Linked DNA regions of Rattus norvegicus: region 1 is linked to region 2. The links are chromatin contacts, called in public Hi-C maps. All regions are on one chromosome and are shown on one strand. Each heading gives the region's core, a stretch centred on a gene start, on an enhancer-like site or on the middle of the called end of the contact. The rest is flanking DNA. Distances are from core to core; before and after follow the strand shown.

Evidence for each region. Hi-C and Micro-C count contacts between places; a contact is called where the count stands out from the background.
Region 1: a contact with region 2 is called in a Hi-C map of liver, with 3 times the contacts expected there. The contact joins the promoter of Iws1 here to the promoter of Sft2d3 in region 2. A contact is called at or near these places in 12 of 12 Hi-C or Micro-C datasets (the A7r5 cell line, the Rat2 cell line, Schwann cells and 7 more) and 1 of 1 datasets of contacts at active chromatin or transcription factors (oligodendrocytes).

What each region holds. Positions count from the first base shown.
Region 1 is chr18:23,967,286-23,972,382 of GRCr8, reverse strand. Iws1 (interacts with SUPT6H, CTD assembly factor 1) reads right to left here and starts at 2,643. Exons shown (of 14, transcript NM_001398635.1): 1 at 2,336-2,643; 2 at 253-368. The coding sequence starts at 2,369. All of the region lies in intron 1 of LOC120098222, which reads left to right.
Region 2 is chr18:23,811,237-23,816,039 of GRCr8, reverse strand. Sft2d3 (SFT2 domain containing 3) reads left to right here and starts at 2,510. Exons shown (of 1, transcript NM_001108887.1): 1 at 2,510-4,710. The coding sequence starts at 2,510. The coding sequence ends at 3,163. It also overlaps a transcript of Wdr33 not described here.

The sequences.
Region 1 (5,097 bases), core at 1,394-3,893, 160 kb before region 2:
TACTGTTCTTGCCAAATATTATTCAGGGATGGTGGAGCCTGCCAATACATCATACACTGAATAAACAGGCATAGCTGAAACTGCCTAGTATTTGAAATTTAACCCAAGAGAACTTTTTTCTCTGTTAGCATCAGCTGACCAGACTATCCCTATGCTTTTTTTTTTTTTTTTTTTTTTTTTTTTAAATCTACTACTCTTTACCCTTTCAGGGCATTAGAAGTATATGGAAAAGCCTCCCCGAAGACACTGTACCTCTGAATGGCGGTCTACACTTCCAGTGTCGGATCCGGAGTGCTGCTCGTTTACATCATCCTCACCATCTGACCCTGAATCCCGCTCGTCCTGTACTGGGGTTGCACCACCATCATCTGCTTAAAAACAAAACAAAACCCCTCTTAGGTATAAGGTGGATGACGTCTGCAATAATGTTTATGATTACAGTTAAAATGAACATCTACAGCCAAGACGGGCAAAAGTTCTAGACAATAAGATACCTGTCTAAATACTAACAACTACTACCATGTGATGTGGGAAGCCCAGAACAAACTAACTAGATGCCAAGTTAGAAATTATCTAAATTATACTTTCTATTGTGTTATTATCTATCTTTCTAAGGTATTTACCATCTTCTAATGCACTATGTAACTTGTTATTTTGTTTACTCTGGAGTTTTCGATTCATAACTGAATCTTTGGAGCCCAAAGATTCAGTTGCCTGTTACATGGTATACAGGAAGTGCTTGTTTATGAATGAAGAGCACAGGAACTTCAGTCCAGAAATAGTGAGAATTGATTGATGTATATAAACTATAATCTGATAGGATGAATAGTATTGTCAGCTAACCTTATCCAATGCCTTAAAAATACCCAATAAAATTATCCCTAAGAGGTACTTAGGGATATTAGAAGGCGTAAGACTTGATTAGTAGTTTAAGAAGCAAAAGTTAAATGAAACAGTAAAGTACAAGAAAGCCAAAAAAGTAATATAAAAATGGAATTACTTTTATACTAATGAGATCTTCAACTCACTTCAAGAGAAAAGTTTATACCTGGGCATGGTGGGGCATGTCTTTAATCCCAGCACTAAGGAAGAGGCAGGAGGATCTCTGTGAGTTTGAGGCCGGCCTGGACTACAGAGTGAATTCCATGACAGCCAGGGCTGTTACACAGAGAAAACCTGTCTCAAAACAAAAACAAAGTAAAGTTTATAAAGTAACAAAAAAAATAGTTTTGGAAAGTCTTAACAATTGTATTCAAACCGTTGAATGACTGGAGAGATGAGGGCAGCTGTGTTAAATTCTGGAGTAATAGGAAAACACTGAATGGAAAAAAATTTTTAAAAATGCATAACCAGAGAGCCTAAGTTAAGAATACAGACACGCACACAAAAAAATTAAAATCAGAAAAGCAGCCTAAACATGCACCTTTAATCCTAGCAATGAGGTGGAGGCAGGTTGATGAATGAATGATCTGTGGATGCCAGGCCAATCTGGTCTACAAAGTGAGGTTGAGGCCAGCCAGTGCTACAGCAAATCAAACCAACCAACAACAACCCAAACAGCTAAAAGAAGCACACACGTGTGTGTGTGTGTGTGTGTGTGTGTGTGTGTGTGTGTGTGTTAGGGAACTGCTATCTTTTTGCTACCTCGTTATTTTTCTTGTAACATAGCCTATAGACCATTCACACAGAATTAATTTTAAAATGCCAATGAGCTGAAAAATATTTTGGTATTTAGGCAAAACAGCAAACAGCTTAATGCTAAACTATCTAGTTCAGTACTTTTGATAAAGTCCAAAAGAAATCGGCACACAGCTCTTTTTACCCAGCAGGCCCTTGCCTTGTTCATCTCTTCGTCTAGTGTGCCGATTTAGTACAGAAGACACGAAAGTCACTCCAAGTACCAGGGACTCATTCCTTGCTTTAAAAATGCGTGTGTAAACTTAAAAGACCCCGCCCTTTCTTCCCGGGAAGCCAGGCTTACAGATTAAACTAGCCCTAACTGGTAAATAAGAGTCTAGAGATTCCTGTCCCCCATGGAACTAGAAAACCTCAACTCCTGACAATTCCCTTTAAAAGACGTATCTCTTCCCCGGCAGACTGAAGAGACAACTTGAGCAAAAAAACCCTTCTTGGACCGGAAGAGATTCCCTTAAGAGTTCCCTCCCCAGGCTCCAGTCCCGCCCCTCCTCGCCGGTACACCTGAGGAGGCAGGAGGGGACTTCCCAACAGGGCATGGATACTGACAGCGGGCTTTCCGGTGCTGGGCCCTGGCAAAGACCTCTCCTGCTGAAGCGCGAGGCCGAGCCGCAGCGCGGTCCTCCCCGTCCCGACCCACCTGACTGGTCACCGCTGTAGTACTCCGAGTCCATGGCAGGCGGGCTCTCGGCGGGGAGTGTCCGCGCCACGCGCCGCCCCCGTCACGTCCTTCCTGGCGGAGTGACCTCTCTCGACAGCAGCGCGCTTCTGCCTCCCCCGAGACTCTGGAGAAGTCGGCAGCGGCGGGCGCCGACGCTTCGACCGGGAAACCCCAGTTACTAAACAGGGCCGTACCTCACCGACCGGCAAAGTGAAGAACCGCGCTCAACTTCCCAGAAGCACCTCTGGGGCCAAAATGGCGCCTGCCCACCGCCCTCAGAGAAATGCAGTGCGCAGGCGCCGTTACCCTTCTGTCGGCCAATCAGAATATGCTATGGTAATATGACGCCATGGCAGCGTCGGGAAGAGACTGCCGGGAGAGTTGACTGGACGCGGGAAGTTGGACTTTAGTTAAATACCGATCTCGGTTGGATTTGGTCTGTCTCCAGAAGGAGTAATGTTACTCACTTGGCCCTCAGTTCGGGCTTGTTTTGAGAAACATTTTAGTTCTTGTGAAAAATGAAAACCCGCTAAAATTATATTTTAACATTCGGTCAAATAACTAATTCTAATTCCCGCCCACAGTTTAGAAAGTAGCGCGTTGTTCTCTGGGACTTTTAGTTCGAAGGTCGGATTCCCTTCGCCAAGAAAGTTAAAAACAAGATGACTGGTTATAAAACATACCATGATCTTTCTTTCTTTACAAAATAAGTAAGTTGTAACGGAAAAGCCATGTGGTCAACAAGTACAGATCTTTGTTTTAAGAGCATCTGATAGCCAGGTGGTGGTGGATTAGGCCCTTAATCCCAACACTCAGGAAACAGAGGTAGGGCATCTCTGATCTCTGAGGCCAGCCTGGTCTACAAAGTAAATTCTATGACAGCCAGGGCTACACAGAGAAATTTGGTTTGGCAAAACAAATTTTAAAAAAAAATGATACTTATTAAGTTGAAAGCTTAGTTCCCATTCAAGAAGGCTGGCACTGGTGGCAATGCAGAGGCAGGTGGATGACATCCTGGTCCACAAAGAGCGTTTCAGGACATTCAGAGCTACACAGAGAAACCCTGTCTTAAAAAAAAAAAACAATCCCTGATAAAACCTTGATGAAGGAGTAAGAAACTACATACTCTGAGTAACCGGTTTCTAGTCCTCAGTCAGAAGAGTTGAGTGATAGTTTGAGGCAGTAATGGCTTTATACTCTTTGTTGCAACAGATTAGAGGGGAATTTCAAAATACCAGGATTGAAGATTAGAGCTATCATGATAAGGGCTCAATAACAAGGGTTATTCATGTTCCCCAAGAGCTCCAGAAGCCTGTCCTGTCTGATGGGGAGTATCTGGCCCGTGATTCTGTTCTATTTTTTCCTAAGCTGTCTGCTGTTCTTAGACACCTGATAAATTCATATAGAAACAACATTCCTCCCCCAACACAGCCCAGATTCCTCCCTTCTCTGCCACAATGAGATTTAATCCCCATCTATTTTGTAATAATATCATGGCTGCCAGGGAGTTCACCTGAGTCTGGAGTTTTTCAATGCTATCCTGTACCAGTGTCAGCTCAACCTTGATCTGTTGGCTATGTTGTACTTGATGGAGTCCAATGCCCTTCCGAATGGCCCCACTATTCCCAACAGGACTGGTATTAATATATCATCCCTTTCAGTTCAGACCGGTAGACTGATGGCTTATTTTCGCCCTACAGATGATTATAAGACTTGAAACTAAATATACAACTTGGTACATGGGATAGCTGATAGGTTGCCAAGAGGAGGTACTATTGGGGTACGTGAAATAGGTGCCATTAGGAACTACCGAGTTGGAAACTCGCCTGGCGCAGTCGAGGTGGGGTCCACACAGTTGGGTGTACCCACTATTTGTACAGGCCAGGCCCAGAGGCAGGGCTTGGTTGTGGAATCCTCAGTTAAAGGGATTTTAGTTAAGCCAGTGCCCAAATATGTAGCTCATCTTGTCCTCAGGCAGATCCAACAGTCTTTTCCTAGGTCAGCTGAAATTCAGAGAGCATTTTGTGGTGACTATTCATAAGGACAAGCATTTTTTTTATTTTTATTTTTTAAGGACAAGCATTTTAAGGAGGGGAACATTGGAATCCAAGGGTAGCTTGGGGTTTGGCTGGCTTGGTTTTTCTGAGGAGCAATTTTATCATCAGAGAGAGGACTCGAGATTTCATATGGATCCAAACTTTGGATGGGGACAGAAATGTCTAGAGTTTTTATCTCAGCAGAGGGTGACCTTCAGAAGGAGGTCCTTGCCATTAGCTAGCCCTCTGAGGCCAAACTTTCGCTTTCCAGACTTTATAAGACCTTTTACTCAATCATTCATAGTATTTCTTGCTTTTTTTCTGTGTTCTGAATGTCCAGAGGATTCTGACTGCTGAATTTGATGTAATCCATGGAGGTAAGGGCCTCCAGCCAGGCACCCAAGGAAACAAAAATGGCACAATAACAGTCCTACAGAATGACTGGGGCCAGTCTTCACAAACACTGATACTGAAGCTTGTTCTCTTTAACATAAATGTAGCTATTTTATACTCAGACTCCGTGTTACTCACAATGTGAAATTAAGTTCATGGTCATTACTTTAACTGACACTGAAGAATGCTATTAATAAGCCAAAAAGTTATGATTGTGTCTTAGTTAGGGTTTTACTGCTATGAACAGACGCCATGACCAAGGCAACTCTTATAAGGACAACATTTGATTGGGGCTGGCTTACAGGTTCAGAG
Region 2 (4,803 bases), core at 1,261-3,760:
AGTTGTTTGTTGGAGAGGAATTTGAACGAGAACAGTTGTGTCAAATCAGCCAGCCAGAAAGCAAAGAAAACTATGTAAAAACATTCTAGGCTTCGGTTTGGTTGGACAGAGACTAGAAGCTTCCAGGACTAGGCCTAGGTTAGGAGACAAAGACATTGTAATAATTGGAGACAACTATGTCAGGTGAATAAAAGCAACTTTGACCCATCTTAGCTCTTACCCACCTGTCTTTTAGTGGACCAGCAAGACGGCTGGCTCTGTGGGTGAAGATGCTTCTCACCAAATCTAACGAGGACTTCAACAGCCAGAAACCCACATGGTATAAGATTAAGTCCCGTAATGCTGCTCTACGGCTCCACCTGCACACCTCCCACAGCCAAAGTAATGGTAAAAAAAATTCATAAAATATTTTCGTTAATCCTCTTGTGTGTGGAACAAAGTAAATTTGTTCACACAGAAAAAAAAAAACCATCAACTCAGATTCCTTTTGTAATGCGATTGGCATATTGTAACGACAGTCCTGCAGCTGCTTCTAAAAAGCTTACTTACGCATATGTGTGAGCATGTGTGTTCTGGTGCCCCTGAGGGCCAGAAGGAGGAGCTGGAATAGCAGGTGGTTGTGAGCTGCCCATGTGAGTGTTGGGAACTGAACTTTTAATTAACATGTATGTTCGTGGAACCATAAAGAGCAACTTTTTTTTTTTTAAACAAGAACTGTTGTGGAACATTTTCAGCACGAGGTGTGCTTGGAGTCCATCAAAGAGATACAGACAGGAAGCATCAGGCCTCTCTCTGAGCTGGTGGCCAGTGTCACCTGCTTATCTCCAAACTCTGAGAGATGAAAAGCTAATGGTAGTCTATGTGACTGAACCACCATCAGAAAAGGCAGTTTCAAGTCCCAAATTATTCATTAGACAAACCAGTGGGATGGGGAATCTGAGAAGGGGGCATGTGGGCACGTCGTGGCCTGTGGGAAATCTCTCAAGATGAGGTCTGGCAGCCAATCAGTGGTCCTGTCTCTTCTTCTCTCTATGCTGCACCCCTTCACTCATCCCTTGAATCTGTTACCACAGATCACGTATCTTGTTTCCCACACAAAGGCCCCGACAGAACAACCGATGGCTTCAGGGACATCTACCAAGTCTTCGAGAACATTTACTGCACTGAAGGACGGCTGTGCCGACTTACCAGGCTAGTTGGGTCCCTGAGAGGGAGTCACAAGACCCTGTCCTAAAAACAGTGACTCACGTGGTAAACTGTCACAATTCAGACTGGTACAACACAGAAAGTGTGCAGGAGGGAGGTGCAGTCCTGGGAGTCTCTGCAGTGTGGCCTGTGAGCCGTCACAGGCAGACACGGCTCCAGAAGGCAAGAGAGAACGGCACACGCAACAGAACAGCAGGGAAACTGACTGGAATGTGCTGGGGTTGCTCCACATCTGAAGCAGGAGTCAAAATGCTTCAAGGTTATAGAAGCCAACGACATGAGAGAGACATTTGCACATCATGTGCAGAGTCAGGGCATGCAAACCGCAACATTCAGGGAGCACTGCAGGAGAGGAAGCAGAAGACTGGGAAGACCCAGAGGATGGGGATCAGATGCTGTGAGACCACACCTCCTCAGTAGCATCAGAAGCCATACCCATAATGTCTCATCAACATGACTGCCTAAACACACCTGAACAGGAACAAGAGACAGGCTAGAGTGGATGGGGAGAGATCAGGAGATGTCAACCCCCCCCCCCCACCCATTGCACAAAGGTGCAACAATTAAAACAACAAAACAAAACAAAAATGGAAACCAGAAGAGTTGGTTGGGGGTGGGAGTTAGCCCTTTATCAACTCCACTTTCAAAGGAGCCTAAGCCCTGTAGGTGTGGATTTTTAAATTACTTTTACATTTTATGTATATGGGTGATCTGCCTGCATGTTGTACGTGCACCACTTGCGAGGGCATTAGATGTCCTGAAACCACAGTTACGAGATCTTAGCTGCCATGTGAGTACCAGGATCCAAACATGAGTTCTCTGCAAGAGCAACAAGTGCTCCTACCTACTGAGCCATTCTCCTGCGACGTCTTCAGAATTCTGAGGTAACTGTAGACATGTAGAAACTTGAAAGAGAGGGAGGGAGAACGAAAGAGAGAAAAGGAAAGAAAATTCTGTTTACCCTTTCCCCCAGATTCCTCCATTTAGCAGTTTTAGCAATGTGAGGCACCTGACAGTCAATATTCGTCTGTCAGCAGATGCCCCTGTGGATCCTTTTATTGCTATTGCCACTCTTGTGTCTTTTAATGCTGACAGGACTTAACTCGGTGACTAAAACAAAAAAATCAGGATCTGGTAGACTATACAACACAGCTGTACTGCCTACTCCAGGACTTCCGCCAAGCTTTGGACACCATCCTTCCGCCGAGGCCGACCAACCGCCACCCGAGGATCTAGCTACTTCCGGTCGCGGGTGACAAACCCCGGAAGTATCAGCCCGGTTTTTAACGCCACTCGGTCCGAGATGGCCGATCTCCACCGCCAGCTGCAGGACTACCTGATGCAGGGTAAAGCGAGTAGGCCGGCAGCCGCAGAGCCGCTGCTCGGCGCGAGGGCAGCAGAGGAGCCTACGTCCGGGGACAGACCTGCCGGGGCATGGCTAGGCAGCACGGCTTTGCGATGGCCGTGGGCACGGAGCCCTGCCGAGCCGCCGCCCGCGGGCTCTCGGTGCATCCCAAACGTGACTCGCGGGCAGCGCCTGGCGGCGGGCGGCCTGTGTCTGCTGTTGGCCGCGCTCTGTTTCGGTCTGGCCGCGCTCTACGCTCCGGTGCTGCTGCTGCGCGCGCGCAAGTTCGCGCTCCTTTGGTCGCTGGGCTCCGTGCTGGCGCTGGCGAGCGCGGCGCTGCTGCGGGGCGGCCCGGCTTGTGGGCGTCTGCTGCGCGGCGAGGAGACGCCTTCGCGGAGCGCGCTGTGCTACGCAGCCGCCTTGGGCGCCACGCTCTACGCCGCGTTGGTCCTGCGCAGTACGGTGCTAACGGCACTCGGCGCTTGCGCACAGGTAGCCGCGCTACTCTACGCGTTGATAGGGCTCCTGCCCTGGGGCGGCGTGACGGCGCTCCGCCTGGCGCTCGGTCGCCTAAATCGCGGGACGGGCCTAGCCAACGCGCTCCCGGTGTGACAGTCCCAATCTGGAGGAAGAGGAACCAGCCAAGCTAAGGACACTCCACCGTACCCAAGCGTACAAGGACAAGGCACCAACTGGACTGCGTGGCGGAGTCCGTGCGCTTGAAGCACCTGTCAAGAACTGATGAGCAGGAGGTTTAAGATCCTTCTTTGGCTTCAGTGTTCTGTGGTTCTGGGTCGCATGGACCACGGTAAAACGTGATTTTTACAGTGCTCCGGAAACCACTATCATGAACTGCTTTCGCACTAAACTGGCTTTACACGGACGTCAGATTTAGCGAGGAACAAACGGAGAAATGAATAGCTTTCTGACTTAGTTGCTTTTGGGAGAACTACATTCTACCTTTTGTCATTTAAAGAAATCCAGGGATGTGTTTGGTTGATCAGGTTTCGGTTCTGCTACATCTTTTCAAAGCCTCCTTACTCCTACTCACTGTAAAGCAATCCAGATTACCAGATTAAACACTAAATTTAACCACTGGATTTAAAGTAGTGATTAGCTAATATATTTTTACCTCAGGTTTTTTCTTCCGTTAAGAAGTAAATACGGTGCTTTATAATATGCAAGTATAAATATTTACTTGTCAAAGCAATATTCCGGATCAAAAAGCCAGTTATCCAGTATGACTGAGTGGCAAATTTTGCAAAGGTCTCTGTAAAACTAGGCTAAGAAATCCTGGGATACAGGGAATTTTTACATTTGTAGTTATCATAGTTGTTATATAAGTTTTGCCAGGTTTTTGATTCCTAACGATGCTGCTTGTTAAAAGTCCCACACAGTTGTTAAAAGTCCCACACTAATGCTGTGTAAAATGCTTCTCATACATAATTGCTGTATTTCCTTCTAGGTTCGCAGGTAGCTTTGTTTCTGTGGTGCTGGTGCAAATCAGCACTTAAATCTATCGTAATTTATTGCCAAAAATTCAGTTGAGTATTGAGTCTTGATTCATGAAAGTAAAGGGTATTCAGCTTAAAATGTCACCACCAGTGTCCTCACACTAGGCTGGCACATCCAAAGTACCCTAGAAGCCAAATACCATCAGCTTACTTAGAAGACTGGAGGATGGGTCCAGATGTTTCTGTATGATAATATATAAAACATACATGTTCAGCTGAGGTTGAGACCCATATCTGTGTGCTGGCTTGTATGATATCAAAGTAATTGTTTTCCAGGTTAGGTCAAACAGTCCCCCATGATGTGATCCTATACTGGCCAATATCCCAACGTCACAGGGTTCCCAGACCACTAGCCTCTATAGTAATTACCCCCTGGTAATCCTTTTGCCATGCCCTCCAGGCAGTAAGTAGAGCTTCCACTGCTCAGGAAAGGAAATGCTATTTTCAAGTAGTGATGTGCATTTTTTTTATGTCACTATGTTCAAGGTATTAAAATTCTGTTTCAAACATTGTCAAGAATTCATTACTTGAAAATAAGTTTTATAAAATTCTAAGCACAATATTTTATATTTTGACAGTAGCACTGAAAATGTTGTGTGTAGATATGTAATGCCTAATGTAGAGGAACTGTTTATAAATGCATTCATTCTGAGAACACGGCCTGGATGGTGTCTGGATTCCTGTAGTTTCATGGACTCTGACTTTAAGGTGTTTGTGTGTTATACCAGGGGAGTGCAA